Linked DNA regions of Mus musculus: region 1 is linked to region 2. Evidence: chromatin contacts called from public Hi-C data. All regions are on one chromosome and are shown on one strand. Each heading gives the region's core, a stretch centred on a gene start, on an enhancer-like site or on the middle of the called end of the contact. The rest is flanking DNA. Distances are from core to core; before and after follow the strand shown.

Region 1 (3,491 bases), core at 110-2,609, 520 kb before region 2:
CCCTAAACCTGTGGGCCTCAGCAGAGAACTGGGTAGTACTCAGATCACAATTTGCCACATGTGGACAGAACACCAGGAATACATTGTAACTTGCAACATTTTAGAACAGTTAGCAAACAGCTGGATGCCCTGTTCTCAGTGAGTTAGGCCAGAGCGTCAGCAAAGCAGGTTTTGTTATGGAGGTCAGCAGAAAAATAATCGGGTTGAGTACAGCAGTATATTCAAAAGTGCATCTCCATCCAATGCTGTGGGTTGGTTTCACTTCAGAAGCAGAATGAGGAGGAAAAAAAACCTTCTTTAGGAACTTTCCAGAGCTTCAGATATGGAGGGCACCGAAGCAATGCTGCTTTTCCCTCCGCGGCAAAAGACAGGCACATGCTCTGCGCACTCTCACATCACCAACACAAAATTTGCATTAAAAAAAAAATCCTGGGGTTTGTTGTTGGTATTTGGCTTCTAAATGGAAGGGAAAAGGCTGGAAAATGGGTAAGAGTTTTCCCAGAAAAACTCAAGCGAGTCACAAGAAAGCAAAAAGGGGGCATGTAGAGGGGATGCATACGGGCGTGTGTGAGGAGGAGGGTCCGTGACACCCTTAACTAGGTCTAAAGAACAAGTTCTTTCACTTGAAGACAAGGCGAGGTAAGGAGAGAGAAGATGCAGAGAAAGTGATCCTGACCCTTTTAAAAAAGAGGAGCCTCGCAGCGGAGGAAGCAAGTTCTTATTCCCCGCCAGTAGAGGGCACTGTCGAGCAGATTTTGGCTGCTGCTTGGCAAGGGGTCTTGCAGGGAGCGGGGCTGGGGCCAGGAGCGGTGATTGCTCAAGTGGATGGAAGGCGTGTTTCTTAGGGTGCCACTCAGAGTGTATGAATACCAGGGGCGGATTTGCATTTTTAAAAACGTTATGCTAATATATTAATATCTCATAGCAACAGAGAAAAGCTGTGGGCCTTCCATGGAGTCCCCGATTCTCTCCACAAACCCTTCTGACAGGTAGCGATTTATATAAAATGCTCGGAGGAGGCTGTAAGAGATTGTGATACATATTTCATAATATTTTCTAGCACAGCACTTGATCTCACGGGCAGATTCATGAAAATGCAGTATTTATTATACAATATCCATGTTTTATTAAACCTGGTTACATAGCAAGGGAGACATTTGTGGCAGAAGCCTCAAGGCTAAGCTGGGGCTTGGAGGGGGGGGGGCACAAACTCCCAAGAGCCCAAGAAAGAAGCCAGATGTTGAATGGTATCGTGGGCCCAGGGCTCTGTCTATAACCTCCCTCCCATAGCCCTGGGGAGGCCCTAGCTACCCTGATGAAAGGAACGGGCTCACCGCTCTCCCACTGGCCACAGAACTGAGCAGAGTATTAATAACACGTTCAAAGACAGAGGCCCTCTATCTTATCAGAAGTAGAAGGGAGTCTAGCTTGTTATCCAGTCTGCCGCCCCCAACTTATCTTTGGAGCCACATGGTAGAATGCATCCTTCAGTCTCCTCAGCACTGCAAGGCTCCCATCCAACCTGCCCTCCTGGAAACCTTAGAAATCTGAGGAGGGTTTGCTTCACACAGGGCGCTGTGGGCCAGGAATCAATCGGTCTGGCTCCCCTCTGATCTCCCAGGGCTGTGCGCATGCGCATGGGGCCCCAGCAGCTGGGGTAACTCTACTCCCACAACCGTTCCTTTCTTTTCCTGGACAAGATTTATACAGCACGGTTTAGTCTTACACAGACCGACATTCCCGAGGGGAGGGGGGCTGAACTCCCATGGACCACGGCCCTTCTGCTCCCTACAAGCCAGCTTGAAGATGGAGGTTTAGATAAAGCTGGGTTGATACTCAAGGAAATGGGATTTTGTATGAGACAAGGACTCACTTTAAATGACTTGATGGATTGTGTTGACCCTTGAGAGCCAGCGACCTTGCTGCCGCTGTCCATTCTTTCCTGATGAGTTGGGTGGACAGTGTCACAGTGTAAGAGGCCCTCTCCCAGAAGACAAGCGAAAGGTCTTGAAGACCTCTTGATAGAGGTGGGGTCATGAATGGTAGCTGTGGAAAGGATGCTGAGAGAGCAAAACAGCAAATATGCATCCTTCGGGGCTTTGTTTGTTTGTTTGTTTGTTGTTTTTATTTTGTTGGTGAGGGGATTGGCCAGAGGCGTTTCCCAGAAATCAGCCACACACACTGGAGAAGCAGCTGTGCCTTTTCAACTCCGGAGTGTGTGTGTGTGTGTGTGTGTGTGTGTGTGTGTGTGTGTGTGTATGTGTAGGGTGTGCTGAGCCCACAGTGTCTGCCTTTTACTTACCTGAGATGCCAGCTCCAGACAGTCTTGGCCTGGAGGCTGATCTGAATAGTAATCAGTCTCTCCTGTCTCCCTCGCTGTACAAGAACCCAGGACACTAATAGCATCCCCAGGGAGTGCTGCTACTGGGAAGTGTCTGCTGGGTCTGTGGTGTCTGCGGCTGGGGCTCTCAGCTCACCTCATTCATCCTCCTGTGCAGCAGCTAGGATGAAAAGGATTTTCAACTTAGTTGGCAGCTTCATTAAAAGAAAAAAGGAAAGGAAGGAAGGAAGAGAAAAAGGAAGGAAGGAAGGAAGGAAGGAAGGAAGGAAGGAAGGAAGGAAGAAAGAAAGAAAGAAAGAAAGAAAGAAAGAAAGAAAGAAAGAAAGAAAGGAAGAAAGAAAGGAAGGAAGGAAGAAAGAAAAAAGAAGCGCTTGATTCTGTTGGTGCTAGTGGTATAACATTTATGTCTTATACAATTACTCAAAATCACTTTTGATAGACTCTCCATTTTATTTTGTTTGCTTTCAAACTCATTCTAGAAAAATGACTGAAGTCTACTGACATGTAACTCAGCACCTCAAGAAACTGTAACAATAGCCCAGTAGCCACTCCAAGTCTGTGTGTGACGGCCTTGCTTGCGTTGAGAGAAGCCATTTCCCACACAGATATCCCAAGTCTTGGGATATTCAAAAGGAGGTTTGGATACTCATAAAATGGGACGGAACATCCTTTCGCTGACTGGGCATTTGTACAGCTAGATATAACAGTCCCTATCCTGCTGCTGTGGCGTCACACACATTTAATCCCAGCACTTGGGAGGCAGAGTCGGGCTGATTTTTGTGAGTACCAGGCCAACCTGATCTATGAAATAAGATCCAGGACAGCCAGGGCTAAACAGAAAAATCCTGTCTCCTGTCTCCTGTCTCCTGTCTCCTGTCTCCTGTCTCCTGTCTCCTGTCTCCTGTCTCCTGTCTCCTGTCTCCTGTCTCCTGTCTCCTGTCTCCTGTCTCCTGTCTCCAAAACCAAACCACCAACACCACCACCACCACCACCAACAACAACAAAGAAACCCCAAAAGCCAAGGCTGCGCCCCCAGGGGTATTTTCTCAGGTTAAGATTCTCAATGGCTTCAGCCTAGGGTTTCTTTGGGCCCTGCAGGCTGGGACACAGCATAGGAAGACTGTGGCAAGAGAAGCGGGCTTTGGCTTGC
Region 2 (3,483 bases), core at 439-2,938:
GGTTTGAGAATGCTTGAGAATTAATACAGACTTGCCACCAGATGTCTGTCCAGGGAGGGGTTAGCAAGGAGGGTCCTCTGGGTGAAAGTGCTTTAACGCTTTTAGTTAATGTCCACAATTGCTGAGAGCCCCAGCTCATGGGTGACGTAACTTTGTCTTCTTTAAAGAGAATAATGTGGTGATGACGTCCATGCGGCAGCATGACTGCACTTGATACCACTGAGCAGATGTGTGGAGAATGGTTAAAATAGGTATTATGGACCTTACATAATAGTAATTTAAAAAATCTATAGCTTAACAAAGAAAATGAACAGTTCTGTAGATACAGCCTGAGATCCCTAATCCAAAAATTCTCAGTTGCAAAATGCTCCAAGAGCCAGAACTTCTGGAGCACCAGTTTAACACCAGAACTTCTGGAGCACCGGTTTAACACCACAAGTGGAAGATTGTTTATTAGGAAACCTGGTCTGTGCGTGGCTAAAACATCATCTCAAGTTACCTTCAGAATATGTGTGTAAGGTATATGAGAAACAATTGGTTTTACTGTATTGGGTACACACCACACACACACACACACACACACACACATATACACCACAGACTCTGAAAAGGAACTGAGTCAGAAAGCATTGTCGAGTTGGGAATTTGGGGAAAGCGTTGGTGCTCCAAGAGTTTTGACCAACGTGGCCTTTTCTCCTCCATAGGGCAGGCGATCGGTGTCCTCTCCTGGGTTTGAGGTTCCAAGGTTCCCACCAAAGCACTGTGTACCTCATTCTCAGATAGAGTTAGAAGTGACCCCAGCCTTCTGCACTGGGGATAGAGCAGAGCCAACCCCTCTCCTACTCCCCCAGCCACTGTGACTGTGAAGTAACACAACCAATTGTCACCCTTGTTCAGGTGCATCACTGTGCTCTGAGGACTGTGCAAAGGGAGCAGAGGGAGCCAGGTCCTCACGCCTCAGTGCCAGGGCAGTTAGACCACACTACTCATTTCTACACATTGTCATCCGACACTGCGTCCTCTTCCTATCAAATACATCCTCAGACATTTGCTAAGTTTAAATCCCAGTCCTATACATTATTTTTTGCTTAGTCTTTGTCACTTGGTCAGCATATCCTGTGCCTTTTAACACCCTTGGGGTTGTCCCTTCTAAACCAAGGCTAGTGGATGTTCTGTATGTCTAATGTTTGTAGCCTATTTATTTCTTATTTAACTTGACACAAAACAGTACATGTGGCACTTCAGTGCAAAAGCTGGGGCGGGGGGAAGCTATTGTGTGATTAGCATGTTTTCTGTGTCACAGCTATCTAATGAAAAATAGAGACTTTTTACAATTATATATTTCTGAAAGAGACTTTTGCCTGTACCTTGTTGACAAACTGCTTTGATTACAGACTTACTGTCCCGCCGAGAACGAGTTACTAATTGGTAGTTACTGGGCCAGTTATTTTAGAATGTTTAAACTGACCACTAGTGAGTATGGCAACATACAGTTGCTGCCTGCCTTGAACTTCGGCCTGTGCTATCAGTCTCAGTGACCTTGCTCTGGGAAATTGAGATAAAACCAAAAGAGACCACAGAGTAACATATTATATGGGGGTGTGGGTTCACGTGTGTGTGGAGGCCAGGGGACAACCTCATGAGCTGTCTACCTCTTGTTTAGCGATGAGAATCTCTCACCAGCCTGGGATTCTGTTTGTCTTGGCTGACTGCCCAGCCTCTGGGTTGATTCCCCTGCCTCCCCGGTGCTGAGATAAGAGCTACTCCTGACTTTTTTTGCATGGGTGCTGGGATTTGAATTCACACCTTGAGGCTTACCTGGCAAGCACTTGACCAACTCAGCTATCTTCCCAACTCACCAATTATATATCTAACAAGAAAAGCTTTTTAAATGTTACATCCTAAGTGCACAGGTGGTTTTCTGAACCTGCTGGGGCCACAGCAAGCCAGTTAGAGAAACATCTGGAACGGTATGTTAGCCATTTGATAGTCTGAGGTCATTGGTTTGCATTTGTGTCTTGTTCAAAACTCAAACTACCTAGCTCTTTATAACGGGAGTTTATTTATTTAAATCATGGCCCAGTGCCTTTGGCTTGATTTTGTTTTACATCTCCAAGCCCACAGAGTCTTCTTCTCTGGCTTTACTGGCCTGGCACACAGGACCTTCTCCAGAACTGTCCTTTGGCCAAGTGTCTCTCTGAACTTGAAAATCACACAGCCATGAGACCTGACTGTCCAGCCAGCTGCTACTCTGAACTCAGGGCCTGCCCCTGTCCAAGTCCTCCCCTCCCAAGGACCTGCTCTTTTTCATCCTTTGCTGAGACAGCCTTGGCCGAGCGCTGGCTGTTTGCACTAGCTAGCTAGCCTTTGATGACTGTGATTTGGAGCCACTACAGTGCCCTGCTGCCAGGGAAGGTTAATGTGCTCCCGATGGCTGGGACAGCCTGACCTTTCTCACTTTGCCCAGCTCCCTGCCCTGTGCTGGTTCTTAGGCCAGTGTCTGGCAGCCACATCATGTCCTCACCCTGGCAAGCAACATACAGTCTCTGGGCAGCATATGTCCCTTCAGGATACACCACGCAGAGTATATTCCAGATGTTTTAGAACAACCATCTGATCTACCAAATTCCAAGTACATTTCTCGGCCTTGCCCCTTGGACTCACTACAATTATTCTGTCTTCTTTTGCATAGTATTCTGCTCTTTATCCCTCTCATCGTGAGAGAGGGAATCAATCCAGTGTGACTGTGCTCACTGTAGTCAGTTCAGCTAAAACGTTGAAACAGGCTTGCTTAACCAAGGCCATGGCCCCTGTTAAATATCACAGGCCAGGTCAGCCTGCTTGCTGGCCCTGGTGTAGCAAATCAAATAGTGCTTTCTGAAGACCTGCCTGGGCTGAGTCGGAGACCCTGCCGCTCCCCAACACTGCCTCTTCTTGGCTTTGTTCCCCCTGTTCACAGCCAGGGAGTCAGCGAGCCACTTGAGGTCACAGCTCTTCATCTTTCAATGGAGACAAGTCTCCCCTGTTCAGCTTGCCTGATCCTAGACCTAAGAGGAGCCAAGGCAAATAACACCACTCCATGAGCACTGCAAATTGAGGTGTTAGTCACTGGAGAGAGCATACGAAGGAGCGCCAGGTTTTCTTTGAGTCACTGTCCTAGCTATTTTATGTAATTGTGAAAGGACACGAGTTCCTGTGTGCAAGAAAAGATGGGCACAAAGCACATTGTTAACTCTCCCTCTCTGGATGGTAGGTTACCTCTGACCTCCTGGGGGGCCATACTGGCTGAATGTCTCAGGGCCTATGCGTGGGCACCTTCCTGTCACCATGCCATGTCATCAACAGACAGCCTTCTGCGGCATGCATTAGTGTCCAAATCTTGCATATGGGAAACTGAAGCTTCAAATTGTTGAGTCACTTGCCACCCAAAGTTAATGGACACAGAAAGGGGTGGTGCCTACTGGGTCCACAGTTTGCAGGGGA

What was found. Hi-C and Micro-C count contacts between places; a contact is called where the count stands out from the background.
Region 1: a Hi-C map of uterus shows a contact between it and region 2, with 4 times the contacts expected there. The contact joins two enhancer-like sites. A contact is called at or near these places in 9 of 39 promoter capture datasets (the C10 cell line, the HPC-7 cell line, cranial neural crest and 6 more), 2 of 15 datasets of contacts at CTCF or cohesin (embryonic stem cells and large pre-B cells), 29 of 484 Hi-C or Micro-C datasets (the C10 cell line, CD8 T cells, the G1E-ER4 cell line and 16 more), 12 of 115 datasets of contacts at active chromatin or transcription factors (DN3 thymocytes, bone marrow-derived dendritic cells, craniofacial prominence and 7 more) and 1 of 9 other capture datasets (embryonic stem cells).

Annotation. Positions count from the first base shown.
Region 1 is chr1:38,765,304-38,768,794 of GRCm38.p6, reverse strand. No RefSeq gene overlaps it. Among named protein-coding and RNA genes, the nearest start is that of Lonrf2, 70 kb to the left of the region's middle. Within about 2 kb of position 1,359, at least 71 of the 459 cell types and tissues checked have an H3K27ac peak or open chromatin away from gene starts, as enhancers often do. A contact at or near this core is called in the G1E-ER4 cell line and uterus, where this site is marked.
Region 2 is chr1:38,240,901-38,244,383 of GRCm38.p6, reverse strand. All of the region lies in intron 10 of Aff3 (AF4/FMR2 family, member 3), which reads left to right. All of the region lies in intron 1 of Gm16150 (a long non-coding RNA gene), which reads right to left. Among named protein-coding and RNA genes, the nearest start is that of Gm16150, 23 kb to the right of the region's middle. Within about 2 kb of position 1,688, at least 40 of the 459 cell types and tissues checked have an H3K27ac peak or open chromatin away from gene starts, as enhancers often do. A contact at or near this core is called in the G1E-ER4 cell line and uterus, where this site is marked.